Regions from separate parts of the Mus musculus genome. Here region 1 is linked to region 2. The links are chromatin contacts, called in public Hi-C maps. All regions are on one chromosome and are shown on one strand. Each heading gives the region's core, a stretch centred on a gene start, on an enhancer-like site or on the middle of the called end of the contact. The rest is flanking DNA. Distances are from core to core; before and after follow the strand shown. Region 1 has its middle 27 kb from the start of Gm13218. Region 2 overlaps Gm13219 (predicted gene 13219).

What was found. A called contact is a pair of places that touch in the nucleus more often than the background predicts.
Region 1: a Hi-C map of the N1E-115 cell line shows a contact between it and region 2, with 2.4 times the contacts expected there. The contact joins two enhancer-like sites. A contact is called at or near these places in 1 of 15 datasets of contacts at CTCF or cohesin (the NIH/3T3 cell line) and 4 of 484 Hi-C or Micro-C datasets (the N1E-115 cell line, cerebral cortex, epidermal suprabasal cells and 1 more).

Annotation. Positions count from the first base shown.
Region 1 is chr2:9,617,154-9,623,137 of GRCm38.p6, forward strand. No RefSeq gene overlaps it. Among named protein-coding and RNA genes, the nearest start is that of Gm13218, 27 kb to the left of the region's middle. Within about 2 kb of position 3,633, at least 86 of the 459 cell types and tissues checked have an H3K27ac peak or open chromatin away from gene starts, as enhancers often do. A contact at or near this core is called in the N1E-115 cell line, where this site is marked.
Region 2 is chr2:9,461,308-9,467,487 of GRCm38.p6, forward strand. It overlaps Gm13219 (predicted gene 13219), which reads left to right. Exons shown (of 3, transcript NR_168281.1): 3 at 5,074-6,007. Among named protein-coding and RNA genes, the nearest start is that of Gm13219, 110 kb to the left of the region's middle. Within about 2 kb of position 3,829, at least 25 of the 459 cell types and tissues checked have an H3K27ac peak or open chromatin away from gene starts, as enhancers often do. A contact at or near this core is called in the N1E-115 cell line, where this site is marked.

The sequences.
Region 1 (5,984 bases), core at 2,383-4,882, 160 kb after region 2:
GGCAGGTCTTGTGAAACCATGAGCTCAATAATCACATCTTGCTCAAAAGGCAATCACTGCACAGCACTCCTCCCACCTTCTGCCCTTTCCTCCTCCTCCTCCTCCTCCTCCTCCTCCTCCTCCTGCTCCTCCTCTTCTTCCTCCTCCTCCTCCTCCTCTTCCTTCTCCTCCTCTTCCTTCTCCTCCTCTTCCTCCTCCTCCTCCTCCCCCTCCTCCTCCTCCTCCTCCCCCTCCTCCTCCTCCTCCTCCTCCTCTTCCTTCTCCTCCTCTTCCTCCTCCTCCTCTTTCTCCTTCTCTTTTTCAAGGTTCCTTGAGCCTCAGTGGTAGAGAGATCAGCACAAATGTCCCATCTGGACCTGAGCACTGAGTCTCCCATTTTCAGGTCTTGGAGCAGTTATGCAGCTCTCTATTGCCTCTTACAAAGGGGGCAGAGGAGCTTCTGGCCAAGGTTGAGAGCAGCCCAGGTCTATCCGTGCTAGGCGCAGGGCAGACCACAGGAAGTTTAAGCCTCAACATTACATCGAATCTACAAGTCCTTCATAGATCACCAAAGCAAACATCTCCTTCTCGGTACCAGGCTTTTCCCCAGCTCCAGTGGCATTTAAAGGGTGTGTGACTGATAGCATGCACTGTGCATAAAGCTCTTTGAAGAAGTCACATGGCCAGTTTGAAAGACTCCATAACAGTCACTCAGACATTTCCCTGCTGACATTAAAAAGATGCCCAAGTTAAGTAAACTGTCTGCTCCATACTCACAGCTAAGAAAGAGAGACTTTTCCTTCTCTTACAACCATACACACGAATTTGTCATTTCTGACTCCTGATTGTGCTCATAATACTAATGAAAAATGACATTTCCTCCTGAAAAGAATTTTAGATGGCCACACATACTATAGGCAATGAGAAAGTACTTAGCAATTTTTTTTTACTTTAATTTTGTACATCCAGACACTAAAAAGTTGATGATTAATGATTTTACCATTTTGGGTGATTAAATTACAAGCTATTTTTAAAGTTACATTTCAGGATTGTGTGTGTGTGTGTGTGTGTGTGTGTGTGAGGTAGGGAGTTGTTCCTGAATGTTGAGACTAGAGGCTCATAGGGAAGAGCTATACCAATGGAGCTATATCTAAAGCCAGCCATGTTCTATGACTAATTTCAGAAGCCCCACTTTAGTTGGGCAAGGTAGATTAATTTGTAACACCAATAAAGGAAGAATGGGGTCTAAAATGCTTGAAACAATAACAAAAACCAACCAAACAAACAGAGAAAAAGTGTATGAGGCCCGAGTGGTTAGCTACCAAAGTCCATGCCTTTCATTAGTCTCTATTGTTTTCTAGGTGACAGTAAAGCCAAAAGAAAATACAAAAGCATGCCATCAATGTCATCGTGAAAAGATGTCGTTACCTGCGAAACAGACTTATTGTGAGGCCCGCCCTCCAACCAATCAGAATGCCAGAGAACTCCCGGTCAGAGCGTTGACTGACCTATCTCTCAAGGATAAGACAATGGCCTACTTTGTTGTACAATGCAGATGGATTCCCATGCCATGTGCCCAGAGTTCGTTGAACACATGATGCTATGAAAGCGTCGAATCCATGAAGGAAGACACTAAGCATAGGTCGTACACCAGACAAAGCAAAGCAGAATCCACACTAAAGCAAGATGGAGGGCAGGTAGGATGGCTCTGTGGGTAAAGGTGCTTTGCTGACAGGTCCTGACGATCTCACCTGCTGAAAAGGGAGGACTGAATCTTAAAAGTTGTCCTCTGACCTTCAAAGGATTGAATTACTTTCCTATGTGTGTATAGACAGACAGACACACACACACAACACACACACACACAGAGAGACTTTTTTTTAAATTAAGCAAAAAAATCCTTGGTTTTAAAGTGTTCTGGAAGTTTCCTAACCTGTGTGAAACTCCATTTTTCTTCCGTCTCAGAAGATTAAGTGTTCTGTCAGTTCCTATCAGAAAGTAGAATCTCTACTTCCAAGAAGCCAGGTTATTTCAAGCCCTGCTGCCTTTCGCTTGTCATTTGCCTAACCCTGAAAGCAAACTTTCCCAAAGGAATCTCTTCTAAGGACCCATGTGCTCCTGCTATTCCCAATAGGCTCCTTCATTATTTTATCTAAGCCTTTACTGCACTGACTGAGCTTAGCCTGACAGAACCAAGAGCTTCTCTGCTGTCCTGTGAACAGAAATGAACCCAGGAGAGAAGCGAGAAGCAATTCTTTCACTGCCTACACTCACTGGCTAAGTAAACAATGCCCTTTGCTCATTTTACATAAAATGTTCTCATTTACATAAAATATTTACCTAAATGATTGTGTGCAAAGTAAAACCAAATTGGTTAACTATTCAAGGAGGACTTGAGCGAGATTCTTTCAGGATCATTGTTGTTTTCTCTGGCTCTTTTTTGTTTCCCAGTGCAGGGATATGTATGTAGGCAGGTGTTCTACCACTGAGCTACATTGCCAGTCTTCGTGTTGGCTTTTTCTTTAAAAACAGTATCTTCCATTTCAACCCTTTTAGCATTCCTTTAAAAGAGAAGAGGACTCCAACTTGAAGCCTTTGAGCTTTAAACTGAAAAAAAAAAAAAAAAAAAAGAATACAAAGAGCATCCTTCCAAAGGCAACGGCCCTAATTCAGGCACTGGGAACTCTGCTTAAATACCCAAGCTCCACTGTCCCCAACACAGAGACTTGACTAAAGTGACTAATTATAGCGACTAAACTCCATCATGACAAGGAGAATGTCCATTCACTCAGAGTAGTGGCCTCAATACCTAACAATTCAGGGCTTGACACATGAACTCCACTAAGGGTAGAATGTATAGGATCCACATTGAAGGGAAGAATGGAAGAATACTCACAGACGATAGCCCAAGTAAGGCAACACTTCAAACAGAAATATCCACTTTATTTCATTGGCATTCAAAACCCGAGTTCTTACTTGATTGTCTTTGTAGACATCAGATCAGCTTCTCCACTGGAAAGAACGTAATAGCTGATGTCTGAATTGTTTTAAATAATGAGAAAGGTTTGAGGGTGAAGCTTTAGCAGAAAGCCCTGGCTTCAGTCCCCAGCACTACATATACCTGGCATGGTAGTCCACACCTATAACGCCAGGACGCGACAGGAGAGGCAAGATGATCGAGAGTTCAAGGACATCCTCAGCTATGTACGGGGTTCAAGCTAAGTCTGTGATACATAAGCTTTTGCTTTCTGCAATCATCCTATCCAGTTAAAAAATCTTGATGATATGTGATTACTACTAACAGTCTATTTGTCAAGTCTGCATGGAGACTCACCTCACAGTAGCTAAGGGTGGCCTTACAACTGTCTAAGACTCTCTTGTTGCCATTTTCCCAGTAGATGAGGCTGACGTTTTGCCTGGGATAGTCACAGGTGATGATGTTCTACTATTTGGCAAACAAATCATAATAAGAGCCACGTAAATCTCAAGCGCGGGATGAAGCACCTTGGTGTTCCTGAGACACTTAACTAGGATTTGCTCCTGCGGTTCTGCACAAGGCATCGAAGGGAGCGAGTGGCTTGCCGGAGCTGCTCTGCACGGATGACATCACCGCTTGGCTTTCCGAACACACCTTCTTGGCTCTCGCTCTTTTGGCTCCCTTCCATGTAAACAAGGCCTGATTAATGCTGCAGAAGGCCTGTGAATCACGTATTCCACTCCCACAGGGGAAGGCAGAATGTCACTTTTTCCTCATTTTGTACACAGAGCATTTGGGTATTTAATGTGGCATCCCTAGCAACGACATAGAAACTGCTTCAGTGCCTGGCTGCCAGCCTCGTGACACTTTCTGTGAGAGCAGCTGACGGCTTGCCCACTGGAAGGCCTGTGTTAACACCTGAAGCTGCATTCAGAGGACTGACCATTATGGCTGGAACACAAGCACATGACAAGCCTGCCCTTTGATGTAGAGACAAGGAGAGAAAGGAGGCATCTTTTCTAAACCGAGAGCAAATGGGATCCCACCATTCAGTCCCAGCTGCTGTAGATTCACCAGAGCCTAGGTTGGGGGCGTTGCAACCCCTGCTATTGCTACCTCAGCCAGCTGGCAACCGCACTGAACACATATCTAATCAGTAAATCAAGGGAAGCCAGGAAAAATAAAAGCAAAAATCTCCCCCCAGCACAAAGAAGGAAGCTTTGGTCGTCAATCTTTATGACCAGGCCACAAAAATCGTTGAACGGCTGTAAACAGTCAACAAGTGATTTGGAAGAATTTCACTTGGAGGAGAGAGTAACCTTGGCCATCAACGCACCTTGGGGCCATGTAGAGCTTTATAGAAGTACTGAGCTCCACCAGACCGGCATGGTTCACCTCAGGGGAGGATTACGCTGTGGCCTCAGTTTTTGGGCAAAGAACATTCCAGACTCATGAGTTGATTTTCTTGTGCAGACCCTGAAAGTGGCAAATATTAAAATAACCCACTGGTCAAAATAATGGCTCTCGAGCATTTCCTTTTCCTCTCTGAAGAAAGCCTGGGAGAATGGAGAAGCGAGCCTTTCTTTTCTGTCCTTCTCATGTGACCTCCACAGAAAACAACACAGGTGTGCTCCACTAGCTTCATAGAATTTATTTTTCCAGAAAACCACATTGTTTTCCATTTTTATAAGCCAGGATAGGAAGACTATGAGATCAATTCATCAAAAACTACTCAAGTCCCTCTGAAGGAGGAAGTGTATGACCATGGTCACCTCCAAGGTTAATGTCTTTCTTATGAGGTATGGTGCAACTTTCAACATGCAACAGTCAAAGGTAAAGTCATGCAACAGTCAAAGCAAGCCATGAAAAGTTAGCAAATTGTTTGAATTCTTTCCATTTAGAGAGGGAGAGAGAGAGAGAGAAAGACTCAAGATTTTATTCGCCCATATTTCAGAATACGTGTGGCATATAAATACACAGATACATATGCACACATGCACACATGCATGCATGCATGCATACAATGCAGGGTCTAATACACAGGTCATTCAGGGGAAGTATTTGATTGTTTTGGTCATAACATCAACTCAGAGTCCCAGACTTCTTGAGAATTCTGAAAGCAGACTCAGACAACAGAGTCACCAGACCAGTGAAATGCAAGTCCACATGCAAAGCAAGAGAGACAATTCCAGTCACCACCTAACCCAGGAAGAAGTGAAATGGCTACTTTGAGTACTTGAGGGGGATCCACTGGCCCACCCTTTGGGCTATTTGTGCTCCCTGGACCTTTTCTGCGGAGCTCCTTGCCCCTGGCTCTGCCTGGCAGGTGGAGCTTGTGAGATTCCCCTGTCTTGCCCAATACCACAGGGTGTATTATTATTACCTATATTGCACAAGATTCACTTTCTTTGTCTCAGCATCACAAGATTACAGGGATTCCTTGGGTGGAACACAAACATTCTTCCCTAGCAAGTGCCACAGTTAGAGGCTCCTCCTCACTGCCAGCGTGTGGTGTGTCTTTGTGATTTGATGTTTGATGAGCAGAATTGCTATGCCTTGGAGTCCACATGAGGACACTAAAAATAACTGTGTGGGGATTTGGTTAGGACACACAAACATTAACATCACTACTTGACTACTTGTTTCTTAATTAAATATAGAGGCGATCGGTGACACTGTTGCTGTGATGCTAATACCACAGAGCACATGACAAGGAGGTTTCCCAAATGCTGGGTTTGATGATGCACATCTAAACTCCCAGCCCCTGAAGATGTTAGGCTGGAAGGTAGTGGCTTTGAGACTTTCCTCTGAGACAGAGGAAGACCTGTGGTTGCCAACACGCATGACAGGTAGCTCCAGTGTCAGGAGATTCCGTGTCTTCTTCTGATCTCTCTTGGCACCTGCACTCATGTCCACACACACATATGTACACGTAATTAAAAATAAAATCTAAAAAAAAAAAAAAAAAAAAAAACCTCAACACTTCCTGTTTGTTAATTGAATTATTTTATCTTCTGCTCATTCCAAA
Region 2 (6,180 bases), core at 2,579-5,078:
TTCAGTACGGCTCTGATTCTTTAGCTAGGATACTGTTTCCAAAGTAATATAATTGTTATCAAGAGAGAAGAAGGGAACATGTGAATGAGTTGAACAAAATCAGCCAAATGCATCCTGGCCATTTGTGTGGAACAGACATACGGTCAGTTGCCTTTGCATGCATCTCAGAGAGCTATCACTTTAAATGGTGTCAAAGTGTCACAACGTGAAAATGAAAATAATTCTCACAGTTGGATGTATAGGAAGGAGCTTGGGGAACCATCCACTTTACATAAAATAATTCTTACAGTTGGATGTATAGAAAGGAGCTTGAGGGAACGTCCACTTTATGTGGCCCTTCTTTGCTCCGATGCTCCAAAGACATATTTTAAAATGTTTATTACATTCATTTATTTCTTTCTTTGAGAGGAGGTTCACACCATAGTGGCTGTGTGGTGGTCAGAGGGAAACAATCTGTAAGAGGCCTTCCACCTCATGGGACCTGAGAACAGACCTCATGTCATTAAGCCTGGCCACAAGCACCCTTACCCACTGAGCCATCCCACCAATCCCAAGAACACACTCTAATGATCTTTGCTCCTTTTATTTCCTATCAACCACATTTTCCTCCTCAAGTCCTTTTACAACCTCACCTAGTGATCTCTTCTAGCCCTTTGCAGAGTCTGCGTTCTCATTCCAGGTACATTTTCCAATTGAATTGCCAAAAAGACATTTCTTGACCATTCACTCAAAGGCAAAGGATGTCGTATCTCATCTCTGCCCAGAACGTCCTGCCTACTCTCCAAGCTCTGCAGCTAAGTAAACCTAATGCCCCCAACTTCCTTCAGTCTATTTACTAGCCACAACCACTAATCAGATGCTTCTTATATGCTTGTTGCCCCACACATCTTACCTCTTGAAACCCTCCCCACAGTGAGTCATAATGTACATCCCTCCATTACAGATAAAGACACTAACTAGAAAGAGGTCAAAAACATGCTATGGATCACACCACAGAACCAGACAATCCTTTCATCAGCCCAACTCAACAAGTATCTCCCACATGGAGAGTAGTCTGCTGGGTGAGGATTTAAAGTTGGCCGTTTTTCACCTCTGCTCAGAGGGGCCTCCAGAAGAGCCACGGCAAGGTCCTCCTGGTGTGCTCCATGTGGATGAAAGAGGTGGGAACACTCCCTGTTCCTTGAGGTAGGGAACTGCTGCAGATGGAGGTGGGGAGATTCTACAGACCAGCTGTGACTTGAAGGAACTATAAGAAGTAGCAGAATCTTCATGCCAGGGGCATTCCAGGCAGGGGAGTAGTTGCTTTTTGAGTCATGTCAGTTCCAGATGTTTCGTATATGAAATCAGCTGTAGGCAAGACCAGATTTAGGGAAAACAGCAACAAGAAGAGAAACAGTAAAAATTTAGAGGTGGAGAGGATGGCTCGGTTAGTAACGTGCTGTTCAAGAAAAAAGACCTGAGTCCAGTCCCAGAATGCACTCTGTTTACCACACACTTATGGACCCAGTGCCAGAAAGATAGCGACAGGAGGGTCATTGGAATGCTAACCAGCCAGAGTAGCTTATTTGAGCTCTGTGATGGTGAGAGACCCTGTCTCATTAAGCAGCATGGCCAAAAGCAATTTGGGAAGGGAAGAGATGATTTCAGAAAGTAAAGGGAAGAACTCAAGAGAGGAACTTGGAGCGAAGAAATGAAGCAGAGGTCATGGAGGATGCCTGCATACTGTCTTGCTCCTTGTGGCTTGCTCAGTGTGCTTTCTTATGGCCCCTAGGACTACCTGTCCAGGGGTGGCACCACCGACGTGGGCTGGGCCCTCTCTCCCATCTCAATCGTTAATCAAGAGAATGCACCGCATGTTTGCTCCCAGGCCAGTGTTACTGAAGCACTTGCTCACTTGGTAGTCTTTTCCCAAATGGCTCTAGCTTGAGCCAAGTTGACATAAAACTAACCAGTGCCCCATGTCCTCGGCTCCTTTCTCTCCATCTCCACAGAGTGCACTGTGATGAGGCCCTTTCCTTTCCAAAGAAGTGCTAGTGAATATCCCCCTGCTAGTCTCCCTCACTGACCTATATCTGAAGCGTTTACATATCACCAGTAGACAAAGCTTGTCAGACTATGTCTTTGTTGGTAGTAGTGGTGGATGGGTGATTGTTTAGTTGGTTGATTTCACAGTACTGGGTTTTGAATCCTGGGCCTTCTGCATACCAACCAAGTGCTTAAGCACTGAACTTCACACAACCCCAGGCACTAACTTTACTTGAGCTTCTTCTCTCTTACCTTGTCACTTTCCTAGTTATGACCTCCTCGCCATGCCTGCTTGTTTTCCACATCTACACTAAACCATTTTCTCAAGGCACATCATCCATCATTTTAAGTTACTTTTCGAGCTTATTTTCCAATTCACATCTCCAGCTGGTTCCATAATCGCTTCTGCCCTTTCCCCCATTACATCTTAAATCACCCCTCTTGCCCACTCAACTTCCCCAAATCTTACCAATCCTTATCTGCCAACCCAAAGCTTATCCAAAAGGAGTTATAAAGTGTCCTGTCTTAAAGTTGAGAAGAAGACTTTAAGTAGGCCAGAGTAAGAGTTGGATGACTAACCCTAGCACGTAAACTGCCAAGTGCATTGCACGTCTGGGATAGAGTCAAGAACACCCAGGGAAGCCAACCATAGTCGACACCCATTTCTCCTGGATCCTCCTCGTGTGACCAGTTCTGCTGACCCAAATCCTGTGACACTTGTAAACTTCCAACGCTTCCCATTCCAATGATGTTCAGGCAAGCAGGAATCAAGAGAGAGTGATGCTGAGGAATAATTGAGCCCTGGCAATGCAAAACATACCCCCAAATACAGTAGGTAAAGATTGAAAAATTAAAGACAGTGCTCTCTCGCTTGACTGGACATTCAAGCTCAGTAAAAGACAGTTGAAACCTGCTAAGCATACATAATATCATGGAGGACACAACTTGAACACTCTGTGGCTTGAACATTTATAGGGGGTAACAGAATGCATTCATCATTTGGAACTAATTTTACAGTTCACTGGCGTTACACGGAAGCCCTCTGGACTGCTTCTCCTGCGATGAGAAAGTTTCCAGAATGGCAGTTTCCACTGGGTTTCTGCAGCTAACAGTCTCCACTAGAGATGGATGCATTCCTAGCAGTGTGAAATTATAGTGTGGCCCATTGCCTAGGGGGAAGTGCACCAGATCACACCTCTGAGGGCGGTGTGTCTGTGTTTTCAGTTTTGTGTTGGGTTTGGGGGTGGGGGCTCAACTTGAACCTGTCAAGATATACCAGCTGGGGCAAACTTCTCCCTCCTCGTGGTGTCAGATGTTTGTAGGAGTTGTGTTTCTTTTTGATACTGAATCACCCAGGGTTGAAGATGGCTGTTCCTATTTATGAAATGTGTTCTGCTGAGTTTAGGGATGCATTTCTTTTCATCGTTTTTCAAAAGAAACCGAATTGCTTTTTCTGGAGCATGGGTCTCAATCCCCTCTGCATTTCTCTTTGCATGGATGCTATTGTCCTTGAGGTTACAGAGCTCAGGAGAGAAGCTTTCTATAGAAGGAGAAGTCACGTGCTGAGCAAAATGTGTGTGGCGGATTTCTTTCCACCCACAGAAAGCAGCCTCTGGTGTCTCCCATGTCTGAGAGTGCATCTTCCGGGATCTCTCTGCACTGTGCTTAATTCAGTGGGTGGGAAGCATGTGATGGTGCTGCTGCTGCTGCTGCCGCTGTGTAATTCTGCCCTTGCTACCCTCTTCCACTAGATGCAGCTGTCCCTTAGGAATGGAGCTGGATTGTTTATCAGTATTTTCATTGGCCAGAATGATGCTCACTAAGTGTGAGTGGGATGAGTCAGACATAATTACCTGCTCTGAGATGTATAGGACTTGGAACGCCTGTTTATATAAGGATTAAGTAAAAAATGAAACTGTGGCGAAGTGGAAAGATGTTGGAATAGAAACCAGTCCCTGAGGGGCAAAATATTCTAAATAAATTGTTGGGGGAAACCCTTGAGAAATTTGCTTTTCTTTCTCTTTTCCTGTTTTCTCCGAAGCCTGAAAGAGTCTATAGTAGCAAAACTAACTAAAGAGCGACTTCCTTCTTGAAGACCGGGCTCAGGGTCCTGAATCTCTGCACTTGATGACCTTCCTGTGCTAACATTTTTTGAGGGAAAAGGTCAAAGTGCTTTGAGAATTACAGTTAAAGGTAGAGACTGTCCCGGCACTGGATGGATGAGAACTGAACAGGATAAGAGGATGTTGGTTTATTTTGTTAGAGCACAACATATGGATTGAAGTTTGTCTATAGACATTTATTTCTCTTTTTATGAAATAGAACGGACGGAATATAAAGATCTCCTCTCATCATAAGCATATATTTGGTTGAATATAAAGATCTCCTCTCATCATAAGCATATATTTGGGTGAATATAAAGATCTCCTCTCATCATAAGCATATATTTGGGTGATACTTAAATGCTGTACATCAGGGCTCCCCTCCACTCCAAAACAGAAAGGCTTATTTGGGATATTCCCTAAGAGTACAGAATTTGAAACAATCCAAAGAGTAGCTGACCGTAGTTATTAAGGGCTTTAGGGTTGGCTTTAGGGTTTCATGACTGAAATCTGCTAATCACTTACTGTGTGCCTTTGAAGAAGTTTGTGCTTGTTTGTTTTTGTTTGTTCTCTATTTTCTCTTGTTTTTATTCTTTTCCCCCTACTTTTTCTTTTATTTTATGTGTGTGTGTGTGTCTGTGTGTGTCTGTGTGTGTGTGTGTGTCTGTGTGTGTGTGTGTGTGTATGTCTGTGTGTGTATGTCTGTGTGTGTGTATGTCTCTGTGTGTATGTCTCTGTGTGTGTGTGTATGTATGTCTGTGTCTCTGTGTGTGTTTGTGTGTGTGTGTCTGTGTGTGTGTGTGTGTGTGTGTGTGTGTGTGTGTGCAGGTACACAGGAGGCACTCTGGAATGGGGATGCAGGATGGGAGAGGGGAGAAGAGACTACCTCCAAGATCAAACTCCTGTGTCGTTGCATCATGACTTTTTGTTTTTGTTTTCTTTTTAGACAAAAGCTTCAATTTAAGTGGAGTATGCAAATTCAACGAGGCTAGCTGGCCACTGAACATCATGGACACTCCTGTTTCTGTCTCCCCAACAACAGGATGACAAAGACATCAACATGTCTGGCTCGGTTTCTTTTTTAACATGAGTTCTGGAGTGCAAGCTCTGGTCCTCATACTTGTACAGTAAGGACTTTCCAGACTGAGCTAACTCCAGCTGAAGTTTCTTCAGGCTGGGGAGAAAGCTCCGAAAGAAAAGCACTTGCCACCTGTGGAACTGTGAGGACCAGAGTTCAGATTCCCAGAACTCACATAAAAAGCAGGGGTGAAGGGATGATCCTAACACTGAGGAGCAGCAATGGGGATCCTGGGAACAAGCAAGCCAGGCAGACTAGCTCCAGAGTCAGCAAGAGACCTTGTCTCAGTGCATAATGAATGAGTAACTGAGGAAGACACCTGACTGACATCAATCTTGGAACTTTCTACTGACACCCGTGTGTCAGCACATACACACGTAATCGCATACATGTGAACACACACATACAGGCACGATAGAGAAGTTTCCTAATCTATTTGAACTCAGCTGTTCAGCTAAAACAGAAGGGACCTGTCTCACACAGTTTTGATGACTGATCAGTCAATACATTAATTCTTACTGCAATAACTAAACTAATATTGTTGCAATTTATGTCCTACAGAGAGCTTTTAGTTAATACCCTAATATGGTACTTGAAGCTGAAAAGTTTCTGGGTATCTGTGGTCCTATGAGATTAATATCGGGAGAGTAATTTTGTTTTCTATAATATGTTCAAAAGGCTATGAGTTTGATCATATCCAATGTTATTAATCTGATGATGACTAACTACCTTTCAGTAAAAACTGATATGTTTATGAAATATGGTATTTAAATAATAAAGGAAGCTAAGGAGTAAAAAACAATCAATGAAATGTCTAACTGATATTATCCTTTGATGGAAAAAATGGGATATGAATTTTCTTGCTTTTCCTTTGCACTATATATCCCACATTTTGTCAACATAAAGTCTCAAGGAACAGAAAAATGAATTAATTTCAGATCATCTAGCTTATTTGGACATGTTTGATTTCTGTCT